2 separate regions of the Mus musculus genome follow, and region 2 is linked to region 1. A link is a contact called in public HiChIP or PLAC-seq data. All regions are on one chromosome and are shown on one strand. The core of a region is the stretch at or near the end of the contact, and the rest is flanking DNA. Distances in the headings are between cores, read along the strand shown. Region 1 has its middle 62 kb from the start of Tex15. Region 2 holds the start of Ubxn8 (UBX domain protein 8).

Evidence for each region. HiChIP or PLAC-seq counts read pairs in DNA pulled down with a chosen protein or histone mark.
Region 2: an H3K27ac HiChIP or PLAC-seq map of embryonic stem cells shows a contact between it and region 1, with 8 read pairs. The contact joins the promoter of Ubxn8 here to the enhancer-like site in region 1. A contact is called at or near these places in 7 of 39 promoter capture datasets (cranial neural crest, frontonasal cranial neural crest, hippocampal neurons and 4 more), 7 of 484 Hi-C or Micro-C datasets (CD4 T cells, embryonic stem cells, granulocyte-monocyte progenitors and 3 more), 3 of 115 datasets of contacts at active chromatin or transcription factors (embryonic stem cells and memory CD8 T cells) and 4 of 9 other capture datasets (adipose tissue, embryonic stem cells, liver and 1 more).

Annotation. Positions count from the first base shown.
Region 1 is chr8:33,506,423-33,509,970 of GRCm38.p6, reverse strand. No RefSeq gene overlaps it. Among named protein-coding and RNA genes, the nearest start is that of Tex15, 62 kb to the left of the region's middle. Within about 2 kb of position 1,385, at least 65 of the 459 cell types and tissues checked have an H3K27ac peak or open chromatin away from gene starts, as enhancers often do. A contact at or near this core is called in memory CD8 T cells, where this site is marked.
Region 2 is chr8:33,640,503-33,644,014 of GRCm38.p6, reverse strand. It overlaps Ubxn8 (UBX domain protein 8), which reads left to right and starts at 2,039. Exons shown (of 8, transcript NM_178648.2): 1 at 2,039-2,165. The coding sequence starts at 2,078.

The DNA of each region.
Region 1 (3,548 bases), core at 136-2,635:
ATCCTGAGGTCAGAGGTTGTTTTTATCACTCACCACCTTGAATCCTGAGCCTCGAGCTTGCTGATTTATTAAAATTAGGTCAGAAAAATCCAGAGAGCTGTTTGTTTCCCCACCAACCCCCAGGGTCAAAGATATGTGCCACCATGCCTGGGGAGGCACATTCAGTTCCTCATGTTTGCACAGCAAGCTCTTACTGACTGAATCCCCTTCAAGCCTTATATCTTTAATCTTAATGGGGGAAATCGTGCTCTATTATGAAATTCTATTTTTACTTTAATTATGGTACCTTAAAAATAATTTCTAAAGTTAACTCTGATTCCTTTCTCTAAGTATGAGTAGCTTCTCTTCTCTTCTCTTCTCTTCTCTTCTCTTCTCTTCTCTTCTCTTCTCTTCTCTTCTCTTCTTTCTCTCTCTCTCTCTCTCTCTCTCTCTCTCTCTCTCTCTCTCTCTCTCTCTCTCTCTGGAAAAGTCTGAGGCACAGATAAAGTAGTTTCTTTCTTTCTTTCTTTCTTTTTTTTTTTTTTTTCCCGAGACAGGGTTTCTCTGTATAGCCCTGGCTGTCCTGGAACTCACTTTGTAGACCAGGCTGGCCTCGAACTCAGAAATCCACCTGCCTCTGCCTCCCGAGTGCTGGGATTAAAGACGTGCGCCACCATGCCGGGCGATAAAGTAGTTTCTTAAACATGTACACTAAAACCCATTTCTCCACACTTGTACCTAAGTAAAATATTTTAAAAAACAAAAGGTAGTTTTATTTTATTTTATTTTTTTAGAAAAAGCTCAACAACTGTAGTTCGTTGGAAGTTCAAAGATATTTGCTATGTTATAACCTTCATAAATCATAGCCTTCAGAGTTTTGATCCAATTAACTGTAAGGTCAAGACAGTTTACAGGTGCGTAGGAAGTGCTGTTCCCTAAACACTGTTGGATTAAATCCAAATGGATAATATCCTCAACAGAGTGGCTGTTTGTTTATCGGCAAGAAAGCTGCCAGTTTGAATCTTCTGGTGTCTTTTCCCTGTGGCAAGTGATGGAGAAGAGCCATTGAGAGAGACGTGTAATTAATTGGAAGTCAAACAGTCCTCTCATCCACTAGGGAAAGGGTGTAGTGTTGACTTTGCTGTGGCTTGAAAATGCCTGCAATCTCCTCAAACCCTTTTGAAGTGAAAATCCGGATACGGGGGGGGGGGGAGGGGGTGCGGTGGGGGTGGGGGACGGGCAAGCTTCTGAGAGCCGTAAGAGGAAAATCTCTATCCGTTTAAAGTCATCACAGTTAACATTTCTCCGTGAGCTGTGTTCCCCGATGGGATGTGTTGGCAGGACCTCGCTCTGGAACCATCCATCCCTGGAGAGTGAGCACACCAGGCAAACCGCCAGACTGGTGAGGCTGCTCAGAGCCAGTTCTAGAAGCAGCCACGGGCACTCTGAGTTACCGCAGTCCCAGGAGCTCAAGTTTAGAAAACTGCCAGGGGCCAGCCCGGAACGGGGTTTCTTCTTTCTTGTCCGTTCTTGTTGAGGCAGCTGAGGGGGAAGAGAGTAGACGGAGGGTAAGCCTTTCTTTGTCTTACGAGATTTGGGAGTCAGACTTTGTCTTACCAGAAATTTAGGGTTGCTGTATAATAAAAAGTTTACTTATCTAAGTTATTATATTATTGTAGCTGATTTGCCTTCTGTGATTCTCTGAGGCTTGAAGCTGCAGTTTCTGGCACTTAGCACCTCATCCTAAACCAGCAGGAGATTAAGTAAAGGATTAACTGCTGGAGACTTTTCCCTATTGTCCAGATGCCTCTTGCTCGCTGGGCTAGGGGGAAGTTTGGAGCAATAAACTATTGAACCAGGAGAAGAAGGAAAAACTTTTACATAAGCGAATATGCATAATCTCACATAAATTCATAAACAGACTCATGCATGCTCATTTATTCATTCATACATTTTCATTTATACATTTCCATTCAAAACCCAGTTGGGCCCAGCTTGCATGCATTCTCACAATTACATACTTACCCACACACACTTGCGAACATTCTCACAATTATGTACTTACACACACATCCATACTGACATATGCGTATGGAGCAAAAGACCAAGCACAGCTGCAGAAAGAACTCACTCATTCTGGATGAAAAATGCACTCCAATCTTTATTACATAGAGAAAGAAAAGGCTCCTACCCGTTTACTGCTAAATGAATTAAACCCATGTTTGTAAGAAAAAAGCTTGGCTTCTGTGATGGTTTGTATATCCTTGGACCAGGGAGTGGCACCATCTGAAGGTGTGGCCTTGTTGGAATAGGTGTGACCTGGTTGGAATGGGTGTGTCACTGTGGATGTGGGTATAAGATCCTCACCCTAGTTGCCTGAAAGTCAGTCTTCCACTAGCAGTCTTTGGATGAAGACATAGAACTCTCAGCTCTGCCTGCGCCATGCCTGCCTGGATACTGCCATGCTCCCACCTTGATGATAATGGACTGAACCTCTGAACCTGTAAGCCAGCCCCAATGAAATGTTGTTTTTTATAAGACTTGCCTTGGTCATGGTGTCTGTTCACAGCAGTAAAACCCTAACTAAGACAGCTTCTTTTAATAAGACTAAGCCTGCCTTGTCCTTACCATGGGACCTGTTCTGTTCCATGGTAAGGAGAAGCCTGCCTGCTCCTTCTGCTCTCTGCAGCGTCTTCTTATTTCCTCTTTCCCTCTGCATTCTCCACATTGTTCTTTTAGTATTTTATGTTACCTATAGTTTCTAAGTTATTCCACTCTGCATTCTCCTAATCTAAAATGTGTTCTGTCTAAAAACTTCTCCTCAACTCAGTTCCTCCCTCAGCTCAGTTCTTCTCACCTCTGTTCCTCTCAACCTCAATTCCCCAGTTCTCTCTTCTCTTTGTCCTCAGATCTTAAACATCTTCTAGAATACATGATCACATGTTTAAAAGTCCATCAAAAGTTCACACACAAAATCAAATCATAGACTGAAATAGAAGTTTACAACAGCGAATGTCTACATGCATATCCACTATGAGTAATTATCTGGCTAAACATCCATTACCTATCTCAGCTCCACGGGTTCACCGAAGGCTTAAAACCATAACTAAGTTATAAGTGAAGTTTTGTATAGATAAACCAAGTCAATATTTTATCTTCTGTCCTAGCATCTATAATAAATCATTAGTCCCCTTTTTATGACCTTTGATTAATTGCTTTACAACCTCTTAGAATGTGCTCTGAGTAGGAGAAAGTCTGGTTACCATTTAAGAGCAATTAACTGGTGACACTTGGGAGACTGGCAGAGTTCTCATTGCAATTTTGACTCCCAGAAAAGGACCTAATAGCAGTCCCACTCTAAAAGAGCTTAATAATCACTGATATAATTTTAGGAATTCTTATAGGATCATCATTAAAACTTAAATCATCTATTTGTCTATATAGCATCACTACAAGACAGTACATCTTCGTATATCTGCAGTGATCTGATCCAAAGGGGGTGTGTTCTTGCTTAGTGATTATTATATATGTTTAATAATAACCGGAAAAGCATATTAATCACAGGAATC
Region 2 (3,512 bases), core at 790-3,289, 130 kb before region 1:
GGCTGGAGAGACTGCTTAGCGGTTAAGAGCACTGACTGCTCTTCCAAAGGTCCTGAGTTCAAATCCCAGCAATCACATGGTGGTTCACAACCACCTGTAATGAGATCTGACACCCTCTTCTGGCGCATCTGAAGACAGCTACAGTGTACTTACATATAATAAATAAATCAATCTTTAAAAAAAAAAGAAAGAAAGAAAGTACATTTTGGGGGTTGGAGAGATGGTTCAGTGGTTAAGGGCACTGGCTGCTCTTCCAGAGGTCTTAGGTTTGATTCTCAGCACCCACTTGGTGGCTCACAAGTTCTAGGGGATATAGGCATAACACCATATACATAAAATAAAATTCCCCTCCTCACATATTATATCCTGATTACAGTTTCTCCTCCCCCTAGTCCTCCCCACCTCTCATCCCATCTGGATCCACACCTTTCCTGTCAATATGAAACAGGCTTCTAAAGGATAATTAAAATAGAACTAATACATCAGAATCAGAGAAAACAGACGGAAGGGGAAGAGCCCAAGAGAGAGTGTAAGAATCAAAGCCTCATGTTGGCACACTTGGGAATGCCATAAAAACACTAAACTGGAAGCCATAATATATACACAAAGGAACTTTAGGGTAAAAGGAGGTTAAAAAAAAAAAAAAGGCAGGACTCTGACATGACATTTCAAGAGCAGGAACCTCTAAGGTTGTATTGGCCATCCACTGCTGGCCATTCAGTCTACCATCGCAAATGTTTTTCAAGTGAGCCTTCCCTGGAGAGAGAATTTACTTTTTCAAGTGGTTATCAGTTGGAGATAGTGGCTGGATTAAGGATGGGGATAGCTGTCTACTTCTTTGGGCTCTAGGAGCTTATCGGTGAAGATCCACACAGGCTCTGTGCATGCTGCCTCAGTTCACTGAGTTCACATATTTATCGATCTTTTTTGCTTTGGAGGGCCTTGTTTTCTCCGTGCCCTTCATCCCTTTTGCTCTTACTCTTTCTGCCTCTGCTCCTTTGGGGTTCCCTAAGGGGAGGGTTTCATATTCACCCATTTAGGGCTCACTGTTCCAAGGTCTTGGACGCTCCTCTGTATACTTTTTTTTTCTTTTGTTTTTTTCAATCAGGGTTTCTCTGTGCAGTCCTGGAACTCACTCTGTAGACCAGGCTGGCCTTGAACTCAGAGATCCATCTGCCACTGCCTCCCTAGTGCTGTGGTTAAAAGTGTCCGAAGTCCAAACTCCAAACCTTCACACTTTAGTCACTATCTCCTCAGGAAATTCTTCTCCACACTGCAGAACGTGGTTCTGTAGCACTCTATACAGACATTCCTATCATGGCACCAGACATCAGATAGTCTCTGTACAGGACATGTATCCCAGGGCTGAGTTTGTTTAGGACAAATTCAGTAACTTACACATACTTGGAACTTAAGCTAAACTGAAGAGCGACTGGGGGTATTGATGGTTGAGGACTTGCCAAGTTGGGAATCTTGTCAGTGGGAAGGCCCTCCATTCCTGAACTCTAAGTTACCAGAGCTGAGTCATGGAGTGGCAGGGAAGTCACTGTGAGGCCAACGTTAAGTCATAACTGTAACACGTGTAGGCATTGACAGGGAGAACAGTGAGTGGGGGGCAGGTCTAGGGAACTCTCCACGCGGGTGTGGGGCAGGAACAGGCACTAGGGAGCAGACCCCACTTTTAAGCTTCCCGCAGGACCTGTTAGGAAGAGAAGATGCTTAGTAACTAGTTAGCTAAGAACCAAACGCCCTGTTACCCCCAAGGGACACAAGGCCACCGGGCCTCGCAGCGTCAACCGCCCCTTTTAAGTCATTTCAGTCTTCTGAGCACCATCTTTTAGACCTGCACAGTCTGATAAGCCACTGTCATCGTGACCAGCCTCAGATCCACAGGACAGGGACCGTCCCAGCCGAAGGAGATGACCCGCGCCGTCTGAGCAATCGCATCCGGGCCCGCGCCCCAGCCTCAGGGCACAGCATCCTCCCTCCATTCCTCCCAGCCCGAGGCCTCCGGGGCGAGCTCGCGGAAGGCACGGCCGGAAGGGGCGGGCACTGCGCCCAGCGAGCCCTCCGCGCCATGGCTTCTCGTGGCGTCGTGGGCCTTTTCTTGCTCTCTGCTCTCCCTCTCTTGTGTCTGGAGCTCCGGCGCGGGATCCCGAGTCTCGGTAAGTGTTGCCTTTCTCCTCTCGGTGCTCCCAGCTGGAGTGTTGTCACCTGAGCGGCGCGGACCTCCGCGCGCTTTTGACTACAATCCCCAGAATCCATCGCGCCCGCCCCTCTTCCGGAACCGCCTCCATTTCCGCGGGAAAAAGTTCTCTTGATCTCTGGCCAGGGTCGGCTTGGAAAGGGACCCGAGTGAGAAGCGCAGGGACAGATAGGAACTGTTTCGCCTCTAAGAGTAATGAGAGCCGGAAGTAAATAAGCTGATAGCTGAGCCATGTTTCAGGTGAAAGCCTTTGTGTCATGATCAAGGAATGGATGAAAGGGAGTCCCCAAGTACCATTTCTGAGAATCTTATTCTAAGTCAGACCCTGTTTGCAATCTCACTCTCCACTACTGCCACAACGACTTGTAGGTACTGTTAGCCTAAAAAACAGCGCTCTGCCCCAGAGCAGGTCAGAGTTTATTTTGGAATCGAATCTAAATGTCCGTGGTGTTCTGAGAATACGGATTTGGGTTACTTCAAATTCTCGGTTCCACGGTTCCAAAAGTTTTTATTGTAACAGCCAAAAAAATGTCACAAAACACCTTAAATATATGTAGGTCCATCAGGGAGATGAGTTACAGCAACGTGTAGGAAAACCTCTCGCAGAGGGCTCAGGTGCTCACAAAATAAACTTTTGGATTGGTAGAAGGTTGTGGGCTAAGTTAATATATTGTGTAGGTTCCATGTGATAGGCATAGTTAGGTCAGGCATATAGGTGAACAATGAGTGACTATTAAGTGGGCTAATTAAAGCCCATAATAATCCATGGTTAGGCTCTGGACCTGCAACATTTGAACCATTCCATAGTCTAAAAAGTTCTTATCAGTTAATCACCTTCTGTAGAACATAAAAGTAAGGGGATACTTGAGTTTACAGTACTGTTAAAATCTTTACATTTGAGAGCACTGTGATTTATTGAGGACGATCAGTGACTAATTGGAGGTGGTTTTGATTTTTTTTTAAGATTTATTTATTATATGTAAGTACACACAGTAGCTGTCTTCAGACACACCAGAAGAGGGCGTTAGATCTCATTATGAATGGTTGTGGGCCACCATGTGGTTGCTGGGAATTGAACTTAGGACCTTTGGAAGAGCAGTCAGTGCTCTTAACTGCTTAGCCATCTCTCCAGCTCTTTCCTTTCTTTTTCTTTCTTTCTTTCTTTCTTTCTTTCTTTTCTTTTCTTTTCTTTTCTTTTCTTTTCTTTTCTTTTCTTTTCTTTTCTTTTCTTTTCTTTTCTTTTCTTTTCTTTTCTTTTCTTTTCTTTTCTTTTCTTTTCTTTTTCTAGAGTTTTTCTGTGTAACAG